Regions from separate parts of the Mus musculus genome. Here regions 1 and 2 are each linked to region 3. Evidence: chromatin contacts called from public Hi-C and Micro-C data. All regions are on one chromosome and are shown on one strand. Each heading gives the region's core, a stretch centred on a gene start, on an enhancer-like site or on the middle of the called end of the contact. The rest is flanking DNA. Distances are from core to core; before and after follow the strand shown. Region 1 holds the start of Trim24 (tripartite motif-containing 24). Region 2 holds the start of 4930599N23Rik (RIKEN cDNA 4930599N23 gene). Region 3 holds the start of Ubn2 (ubinuclein 2).

Evidence for each region. A called contact is a pair of places that touch in the nucleus more often than the background predicts.
Region 1: a Hi-C map of uterus shows a contact between it and region 3, with 7 times the contacts expected there. The contact joins the promoter of Trim24 here to the promoter of Ubn2 in region 3. A contact is called at or near these places in 4 of 39 promoter capture datasets (cranial neural crest, hippocampal neurons, liver and 1 more), 6 of 484 Hi-C or Micro-C datasets (CD4 T cells, Th1 cells, cardiomyocytes and 3 more) and 1 of 9 other capture datasets (pancreatic islet).
Region 2: a contact with region 3 is called in a Micro-C map of embryonic stem cells, with 3 times the contacts expected there. The contact joins the promoter of 4930599N23Rik here to the promoter of Ubn2 in region 3. A contact is called at or near these places in 2 of 39 promoter capture datasets (both in liver), 1 of 484 Hi-C or Micro-C datasets (embryonic stem cells), 2 of 115 datasets of contacts at active chromatin or transcription factors (bone marrow-derived macrophages and memory CD8 T cells) and 1 of 9 other capture datasets (liver).

Annotation. Positions count from the first base shown.
Region 1 is chr6:37,869,538-37,872,415 of GRCm38.p6, forward strand. Trim24 (tripartite motif-containing 24) reads left to right here and starts at 1,274. Exons shown (of 19, transcript NM_145076.4): 1 at 1,274-1,937. The coding sequence starts at 1,574.
Region 2 is chr6:39,116,986-39,120,028 of GRCm38.p6, forward strand. It overlaps 4930599N23Rik (RIKEN cDNA 4930599N23 gene), which reads left to right and starts at 1,488. Exons shown (of 4, transcript NR_045813.1): 1 at 1,488-1,835. Parp12 (poly (ADP-ribose) polymerase family, member 12) reads right to left here and starts at 1,364. Exons shown (of 12, transcript NM_172893.3): 1 at 822-1,364. The coding sequence starts at 1,174.
Region 3 is chr6:38,432,411-38,435,493 of GRCm38.p6, forward strand. Ubn2 (ubinuclein 2) reads left to right here and starts at 1,515. Exons shown (of 17, transcript NM_177185.4): 1 at 1,515-2,188. The coding sequence starts at 1,763.

The DNA.
Region 1 (2,878 bases), core at 24-2,523, 560 kb before region 3:
TTTGTCTTCTCTTTTCTTTTGGGTGTTAGCCTAATACACAGTCTCTGATAGTTTCGGCTTCCTTACTCTTTCTCTAAAGCTCCCCTCCATGTGGCTGCTGTAACCATGTGGCTGTTTAACACAAATGGCATGGCATCTCTTCCACTTCTCCATCTTCCTCTGGGCAGCTGCTGAGATTTACAGCTTGCCTGCATTGGTTTTTTTCTTTCTTTTCTTTTAAACTCTAATAAAATTTCCTCCAGCTTCTTTTGAGGCTCTTCTTAAATTCTTTTATTAATGAGACTAAGAACCTCAAGAGGGGACTCTGATTTCCCTAGTAACAGGTGGCACTTCCCATGGGACTCCCCAGAATTTCCGGTAACAAGCACGGGAGAAGGAAGACATGAAATATAATACTGAAACTCTAAAACCAGAATTGAGGTCCCCCCCCCCCCTTTTGAGACAGGCTTTTACACTGACTAAAACCTAGAATAACTTTGAATTTGTAGTGATTTTCCTGCCTTTGCCTCTGGAGTATTAGTATAGGTGTGTGCTACCACGTCTGCCTTTTTTTTTTTTTTAAGAGTTTAATATTCAGGTACTATGGACACTTGCAGATCATTTATTTAGTCCTCAAAAAAATTAACTGCTTTTATTCATTTAAGAAGCAAAATTAATTTCACCCTTTTCCATTGAGGTCTTTTAAAGTTCCGACAAATTTGTAATTTCTCCCCCTTTACATCATTCTCATTAATTCATCACAGAGATAAATTCAGGCCACAAAAAGAGTAAAGCTGCCTGCACACTCCCCCTTTCACACAATGTGGGCTCATACAACCCGGTTTTGGGTCTCTTCTCGTTTGCACGTAACTTACTTCTTCATCCTCCCGTGGCCCTCCCACGATCTTACTCCTTTACCCATTTAAGTCTCCAGTAGTAAAAGCAGTTTTCCAAGCAGTTTCTTAATTAATCAGGCTGGGTAGACTGGGCAGAGCCCCCGCCCCTTGGGCGGGGCCATAGCGGCGGGCGGAACCCGATGCCTGCTCTGGCTCCTTAACAAATGATTCCTTTACAATCTACAGAAGAGAGACACACACACAGCGAGCCAATCAGCGGCCGCGGTCCTCGCGTCCGGCGGGGCTAGCCCCGCCCACTCCCAACCTCCCGCGGGGGCCGTCCGAGCCTCGCGGGCTTCTGCAGACCCCGCCCCCTGGGCAGGCGCGGCGGTCATTGGATGGCGCTCGGCTCGCAGTCGCCGCGGTTGCTGGGAGAGGGAGGTGGGGGCGGGGCCCGCGGTGGTCCAAGGGGCCCGAGAGAAAGGCTGCTAGGCACGGGCGGGCGCGCTGGGCGGAATCGAGCGTCTCGGTGGCGGTTTGCCTATCGGCCCGCGCGGCGGCGTCGCGGTGCGGGAACCGGTCCCCGTTGACAGCTCCGCGTCTTCCGGCCGCGCCACTCGGGAGGTGGCTTCCTCCCTGTGCTCCCTCCGCGAGTCCGTTCGGCCTCGGAGAAGCGGGAGGCGGCGGCGGCTGCGGAGGTCGTCGGGGGCGGCGGGCGGTGAGCGCGCTCCCGCTTCCCCGGCGGCGGCCGCAGGACAATGGAGGTGGCTGTGGAGAAGGCGGCGGCGGCAGCGGCTCCGGCCGGAGGCCCCGCAGCGGCGGCGCCGAGCGGGGAGAATGAGGCCGAGAGCCGGCAGGGCCCGGACTCGGAGAGCGGCGGCGAGGCGTCCCGGCTCAACCTGTTGGACACTTGCGCCGTGTGCCACCAGAACATCCAGAGCCGGGTGCCCAAGCTGCTGCCCTGCCTGCACTCGTTCTGCCAGCGCTGTTTGCCCGCGCCGCAGCGCTATCTCATGCTGACGGCGCCCGCGCTGGGCTCGGCAGAGACCCCTCCACCCGCTCCCGCCCCCGCCCCCGCCCCGGGCTCCCCGGCCGGTGGTCCTTCGCCATTCGCCACCCAAGGTGAGAGGGGCCCGCGAGGTGGCGGGCGCGACCCGCTGTCACGCGGCTGGGGAGGGGGTGAAATGGGCCCGCGCCGGCTGAGCGACTCGGCGGTCCCTCACTTTTGCAGAGCTCTGACGGTTGTGGCGAGTTAGCTGCTCTCTGCTCCTCCGCAAAGCTTTGTCCGGGTGCATATGATCTGGATCAGCTCGTGTACACCCGGGTTATGCGAGCCGGAGGGGGGAGGAAGGGATGGAGATGAAGTGATGGGGATTTTCTTTGATGATTGATTGCAGATTGGCTGCCGTCTGTTTCGAATCTTGTGCGTTCCGGGCTTTTTACCTTAATGAGTTCCCTCTCTGTCCCCTCCGTAGGGGACAAAGGAACCGGGATAAGTTGTTTTGTTGTCTGCTGCTTTCGGAGATTTTATTTCGAGCGATTCGATAAACGATAGAAAGTAAATAGACTTCCAAAGTGTTTTGTATGCCGTAGTTGGAAGTTACTTTCTCTTTTGTGGTGTTATTGGGTAATTAGTTTTTGACAGGTAGTTTCCTTTGCTTATGTTACCAGGTTTAAATCGTTGAAAGTGATTTGAAGTGCAGTAATTATTTCTGGGAGAACACTTGAAGTTTTTAACTTTTAATATTGCAAATATTTGGGCAAATTGACGTCTTTAAAATGCGAAGTAACTGAGGAAGGGAAATCTTTTTTCTCTTGCTTCTTGGGTTTTGTGTGTGTGTGTGTGTGTGTGTGTATGTTTTGTTTGGCTTATGTAGCAGCCCAGAATTGTCCACAGCTAGCAATCTTCCTGCCTCAGCTTCTTCAGAGTAAAGATAACAGGCATGAGCCATTGCACCTGCTAGCCAGACACTTTTAACATCTCTTTTAAAGGGAATAACTGTTTTAAGTTAATTTGTTAAGTAATTATATTTATTAGGTCAGGATGCAATTGCTGGCTTGGA
Region 2 (3,043 bases), core at 238-2,737, 680 kb after region 3:
CAGGGAGGGAAGAAACTAATCCTTCTAGATAACTGGACTAGATTCGAAGCATGAAGTCTCCAACATCCTCTCCTAACCCAGCATCCCCGAATCATTACCCAAGACATCTTCCTAAAACACAAACCTCACAGCTGACATTCAACAGGCCTTATCACCTTTAAGGTGAGGCCCAAATTCTTCAGTATAAACAGATTTCACTAATCACCTTGCAGGTGCAAGCAGAGAGCAGCCCAGACTAATAAGGACATAAAGTGTGTTGTGGAAGAGTTAGAGAAAGCTCAAAAAAGCGAAAAATCTTTCAGCTCCTGCCCGAGGCGCTAAAAAAGCAAACCAGGAAGGGCATTCCAGACAGGGCTCTGCCACCTAAATGAAACAAAGTGGGGGGTGGGGGGTGGGGGTGTAGAAAGGCACCCAGGAAGGTCTGTGGCTAGAGGAGAGCGGAACTCTCTATGGATCTTGAAATTCTGAATTTCGGCTTGTAAACAGACAAACAGAAGTTGAGTGGCACTTCCAAAGCCTCCTTACAGCTGGGACAGCAAGCCTTGCTGCCTGCTCCTCAAAGCAGCCCTGAGGACCAGCTTCCCTCCTGGGGGCCATACTGCCATGCTCAGGTGTCCCTCTTGGCACCACATTCTATCTGTGCTAGTCCACCATACACTGCCAGTCACTAAGTAGGTGATCAATAAACGTTCTTGAGAGTGAAGGACAGGCGAGGCTGAGGAACTGTCACCTAGCGGTCTGCCCCAATCACGGGACGAGGGTGGAGGTCCGAGAGTGGAGGGCCAGGAGCATCCGCCCAAGCCCACCGTTGGCGTCCTTACCCGGTCTTCAGGAACTTGCAGTTGCCGTAGATGAGAAACTTGCAGAGATGCAGCTGCGCGCAGAGCCCGGTGCAGCCCGGCTTGGGGCCCTGATGCGCGCGGCACAGACGCAGCGACGACACGGCCAGCACCAAGCGCTCCGAGGCTGCCGCCGCGGCCTCCCGGCCCGCGCCCACGGCCACGACCGCCCGCGAGGCCACCACGAAGCGCCCGCAGTCCCGCAGCAGCCGCTCCAGCGCGTCGGTCCCCAGGCTGGTTCGCAAGCGGCGCCGCAGCTCCGCCAACTCCAAGGCGCCCCCCGCCGCGCACAGCAGCTGGGTCACCTCTGCCACTGCCACCGCGGCCTGGGCCATGGCCGTCGGACTGAGGCTTAGCACGGACGGCGGCGCCTTTCACGGGCCGGGCCCCACTGTTTCGCTGGAAGGAAACGAAACCGAAAGCGGGCTCCGGCCGGGAAAACAGGAGCCGTGGGGCCTTGCCACGCCCTCGGGCCGCAGCTGAGGAGCCGGCGCCCTTGTCTTAGGGCCGCCAGCTGGGGACCGCGCGGCTCGACGGCGGCCCGCGCTCGCTTGCGCGCGCACTGGGCGACCCGGCGTGCCTCGAGGCGTCGCGCGGCCGGAGATGCGGGGCGCGGGTCCTCACGGGGCCGGACTCCCGCGTCTGAGGGAGTCGTGGCCGCTCCCTTCGAGGCAGCAGCGTCCTGTGAGGCGAGTGGCGCGTTCAGCTAGGCCCGAGGGACGCCGCGGGGGGTTCAGTCAGCAACCTCGATCTCGGAAAAGCCGAGCGAAGTTTCCAGACGGCGCCGGCCGGTTGCGGCCGGTTGGTGCGTCGGCCGGCGCGCTCAGGGGGGCTCAGAAGTCGCCCGAGCCAAAGCGGGCTTTAGCAGGCGGGCCTCGGAAGCGGGGACGACGGACCCGGTCCCACCGCACCCCGGAACAAACGGAAACAGTCGCTCCGAATTGCCAGACACTCCGCTTTTGTAGCGGATCCCGCATTTCCAGAAGGAAAGCGTAGGTACGTCCTTTAAAGGGGGCCGATCCTCCCTCCCTCGCCCCTTCTGAGTAAAGGTGATGCACCTAGTTCGATTCCTCACCGGAAAGAACTCTCCTGTGTGTTACCCTGGGAGTTAAACGTTCTCGGGGTAAGTAAACGGGGGTGTGTGGGGGTATACCTATTAAAATACGACTTTTGGCACCCCCATTCCTTCCTCCAGGAGTCTCCCGGGAATAAAAGCGTTAGTAAGTCATGTTCACAGGAGAGGACGGAGTACTGGAAACAGTAAGACGGTGATTCAGACAACAAGAGTTTAACAAGCATGTTAATTCTCTGGGTTTGACCTAGAAGGACATTAGTATGTTGTGAGAAAAGATTGTAATCAAGTAGTATTCCATGGGGCTGATCGGAGGTTAAGCGGCCGCACTGCTCTGGAAGAGGACCTCGGCCGGGTTCCCAGCACCCACATAGCAGCTCACAACTGCCTGTAACCCTGGTTCCAGGAGGGATCTGACACCCTCTTCTGGACGCTTCAGACACCAGGCACGACAGGTGTGAAGGCGCCTTTAATCCCGGCACTTGGGAGGCAGAGGCAGGCAATCTCTGAGTTCTAGTCCAGTCTGGATTTGAAAGTGTACACAGTAGGATGTTTTTGAGTGAGCATGAAGCAAACCCAACACTTTGGTCACAGTGGAGTGTGGGAGGTACTAGGAAAGTGGAAAAAGGAAAGGTGAAGGCTGAAAATTGGGAGGTGAGTGCTTAGAAAATTAATTTAAAATGAATAAAATTTTATTCTAAGTATAAAATACTACAGAAAAGAGCAACTGAGGGTATAGCCCCTGGGCTCAATCCTTAGGAAGGTGTGTGCTGGGGGGGGGGGGGAGTATTACTACAAAAATGTAATAAAATGGGATTAGAGTAGACCAATTGGCAAACCCTGGAACCCAGTGAGAGATTCTGTCTCAAAATAAGGCGGGAACTGGAGAGATGGCTTAGCAGAGAAAAGTACCTGCTGTCCAAAGCCTGCCAGCCTGAGGTGGATCCCCAAAACCCAGGTAAAAGGGGATGGAGAGAGAAACACCCCACACCCCCAAAATTGTCCTCTGACCTTCACATGTGTGCTGTGGCACACACATACATATACATAAATAAACTTAAAAAAAAAAAGGCGGAAAGCTCCTGAGAAATGACATCCTACCACACACACACCACAAAAAAAAAGACAGCAG
Region 3 (3,083 bases), core at 265-2,764:
AATAGGAGACCCAAACAGAACCAGGAGCAGTGGAAGGAATGTTGGAGGTAAAATATAGTGTCAAGAAAATATTGCAGCATTGTAAGGAAGAAATTCATCATCTTCCTCTTTTTTTTTTCTTGTTGCTGCTGCCAGTTTTTTTTTTTTTTTTTTTTCCAGACAGGGTCTCACTATGTAGGTCTGGCTGTCTTAGAAGTCACTAAATAGACCAGGCTGGCCTTGAACTCATAGAGATCCGCCTGGCTCCAGAGTGCACCCACTTCCATTAAGAAGTGTTAGCTGGCCGGGCGTGGTGGCGCATGCCTTTAATCCCAGCACTCGGTAGGCAGAGGCCAGCCTGGTCTACAGAGTGAGTTCCAGGACAGCCAGGGCTACACAGAGTAACCCTGTCTCAAAAAACCAAAAAAAAAAAAAAAAAAAAAAAAAAAGAAGTGTTAGCTGACCTGCAGTTGTCTATGTGGACCATGTTGAAATGTAACAGCCTGTATCTTCCTGACACTAAAGGGATACATCTCTACACCTGGCTTAGAGCTAGCACAATCTTTTGGGTTGAACATTCCATCACCATTTGGTACACCTTTGGAAAGGAATAGAAGAGCAAATATTAAAAACGTCTGTGACGACTCTTTGACTCAGCTCTTCAACATCTAATATAGTTGATGCAATTAACAAGCTTGGGTTTCCTTGAGGATGCGGCAAGGGAGTCTTTCAATTCCCTTTCTATTGAATAGATGAAAAGGGCTAGTAATTCTCGTCCGTTAAAATCTGAATTCCAGTTCGTTTCCCACGATGCTCCAACGAAGCCTAAGCAACGCTCCTTCCCACTCAAAGATGAGCCGTGAATTTTCTTCCCCCGGGAGCATGTCCCCTAAAATAACACCAAAGGCTGCCAAGACGTTCAAGTCTTCAAGAACTGTTCCTTTGCCAGTTCAATTTCCCAACTGAGGCGCGTCACTGAACGTCTCACCGCCATGCGCAAAGCGGCTAGGAAGAGGTGTGGGAGGCAGCGGTGTGGGAGGCAGCGTAGCGCTTTCGGGAGGGGTCTGAGGAGAGTTTAGTTTTCGCCTTTCTACCCTGGACACCTCAGGTGACGGGACAACAGACCGGCGGGCCCGGCGCCGGGCCGCGAGCCCCTCACCCCTGCCCTGGGTCCGCCTGGAATCCTCAGCTGACAACCCTGTTCCCCAGCGCCGAGAGCCAGAGGCCAACGTCGGGCGGGACCCGGCGCCATGACTGTGTCGGTCCCAGGCACATCGCGACGCTCACCCTAAGGGATCGGCGAGCGTGCCTCGGTTTCCGGGCGAGAGGAGGAAATCACTCAGGGAACCCCAAACCCCTCCTTTGAAAGCAAAGCAGAGAGCGTCCCCGTTGCCACGGAGACAGGCCTGTCTGTGACGTCACTTCCGCCGAGCTGTCTGGCCTCCAGACTGTTGAGAGGAAAAGGGGAAAACTGAGCAACAGCCACGACTGTGGACGCGAGCGTCTCGAGTGTGCGCATGCGCCCGCTCAGCGGCCTGCTTCTATTTATGTGGGGGATCCAACATGGCGGCTGCGGCGACCCTGGCGATGGCGGTGGAGCCCATCAGAACGTAGTAGCGGGGACGGGGACCCGGTCCGCACTCACGGTGGCGTCCGCGGGGACAGCTGAGGGTGCTGGAGGGAAGAAAAGTGACGGAGAGCAGAAGGAGAGGCGGGCAGGCGCGCCGTGCGGCGTCGAGGCGAGAGCCGGCTCGAGCGAGCGCCGAGGGCCAGAACAGTGGGGATGGCGGAGCCGCGCAGAGTCGCGTTCATTAGCCTGTCACCGGTGAGGCGACGCGAGGCCGACTTCGCGGGCGCCGAGCGCGAGCCCCCCCGACTGGAGCCGCAGCCGTACCGCGAGCCGGCCCGGGCGGAGCCGGCCCCCCGCGCTGACGCGCAGCCCCCGGCGCGCGACAAGCCGCTCCCCCAGCGCGAGGTCAGCCGCGCCGAGCCGCCCATGGCGCTGCAGCGCGAGCCCCCGCGGCCCGAGCCGCCGCCGCCGCCGCTGCCCCTGCAGACTCCCCCTCCGCGGGAGTCGGCTTCCCGGGCGGAGCCGCCGCCGCGACCGCCGAAGGAGACGGTTCGCCTGGAGCTGGTGCTCAAGGACCCCACGGACGAAAGCTGCGTGGAGTTCAGCTACCCGGAGCTGCTGCTGTGCGGAGAACAACGGGTACAGAGGGTCCCTCCCTCCCGGCCGCCCCACAGCCCGGGCGCCTCCGGACCCGCCGCCTGCCCGGGCTGCTCTGCACTTCGCTCGCCCCGGGGGTGGGGTGGCGGGGGCCGGGCAGCTAGACGGGGCGGGAGCTGCGCGGCTCGGCCCTCCTGGGTGGCCGATGCTGCCCCCACCACACCGCGCCGAGCCGGTTTTCCTGTGCACCTTTCGAAACCTCAGCTTTTTCCTCCTTTTCCTTTCTGTTCCCCACACCAAATCCCGAGGCCCTGTGAGCCGTGCGGCTAGCTTCTTGTGGCACTTCCATCTGTCGTTCCGGTAGAAGGGAAGCGAAAAAAAAACCTTGGGGGACACGCCCCCCGGTCTGAAGCGGAGAGATTGTGTGACCCCTTCTCGGCTCATCCTCATCCTTCCTCAACCCAGCTGTACCGTGCGCCAGGGCTGCTGAGATGGGCTCGTGGCCGGGTGGTTTATTTTCCTTGATTGAAGGGGATTTAAGAGAAATTAAACATTTTCAGAAACTAATGATTCCACGTTAGGAATGAAAAAGTGGATTCGTAATGTGGTTGCACTTGTGTTGGTAAATATTGTTAGCTTTGTGTGTGTGTGTGTGTGTGTGTGTGTGTGTTGAGTTTGTGCACATTGTCTTTGAATGGAAAGGTCTCTTGTCTTACCCGGTGGCTGCCCAGTCATATTATTTGAGTGGCTCTCATTAGTTCGAATTGGGAGCATTTTGTCCGTTGTGGATTTCTGGAGAATGACGGAAAAAAAAAAAAAAAAAAAAAACATTCGCTTTGGATCAAAAAAAAAAAAACTTAGGAAAATACATCGGTATGCTTTTGAGGGAACCGGTGAACAATGGGATTAGGACAGCGGTTTGTCGGTGATTGTAATT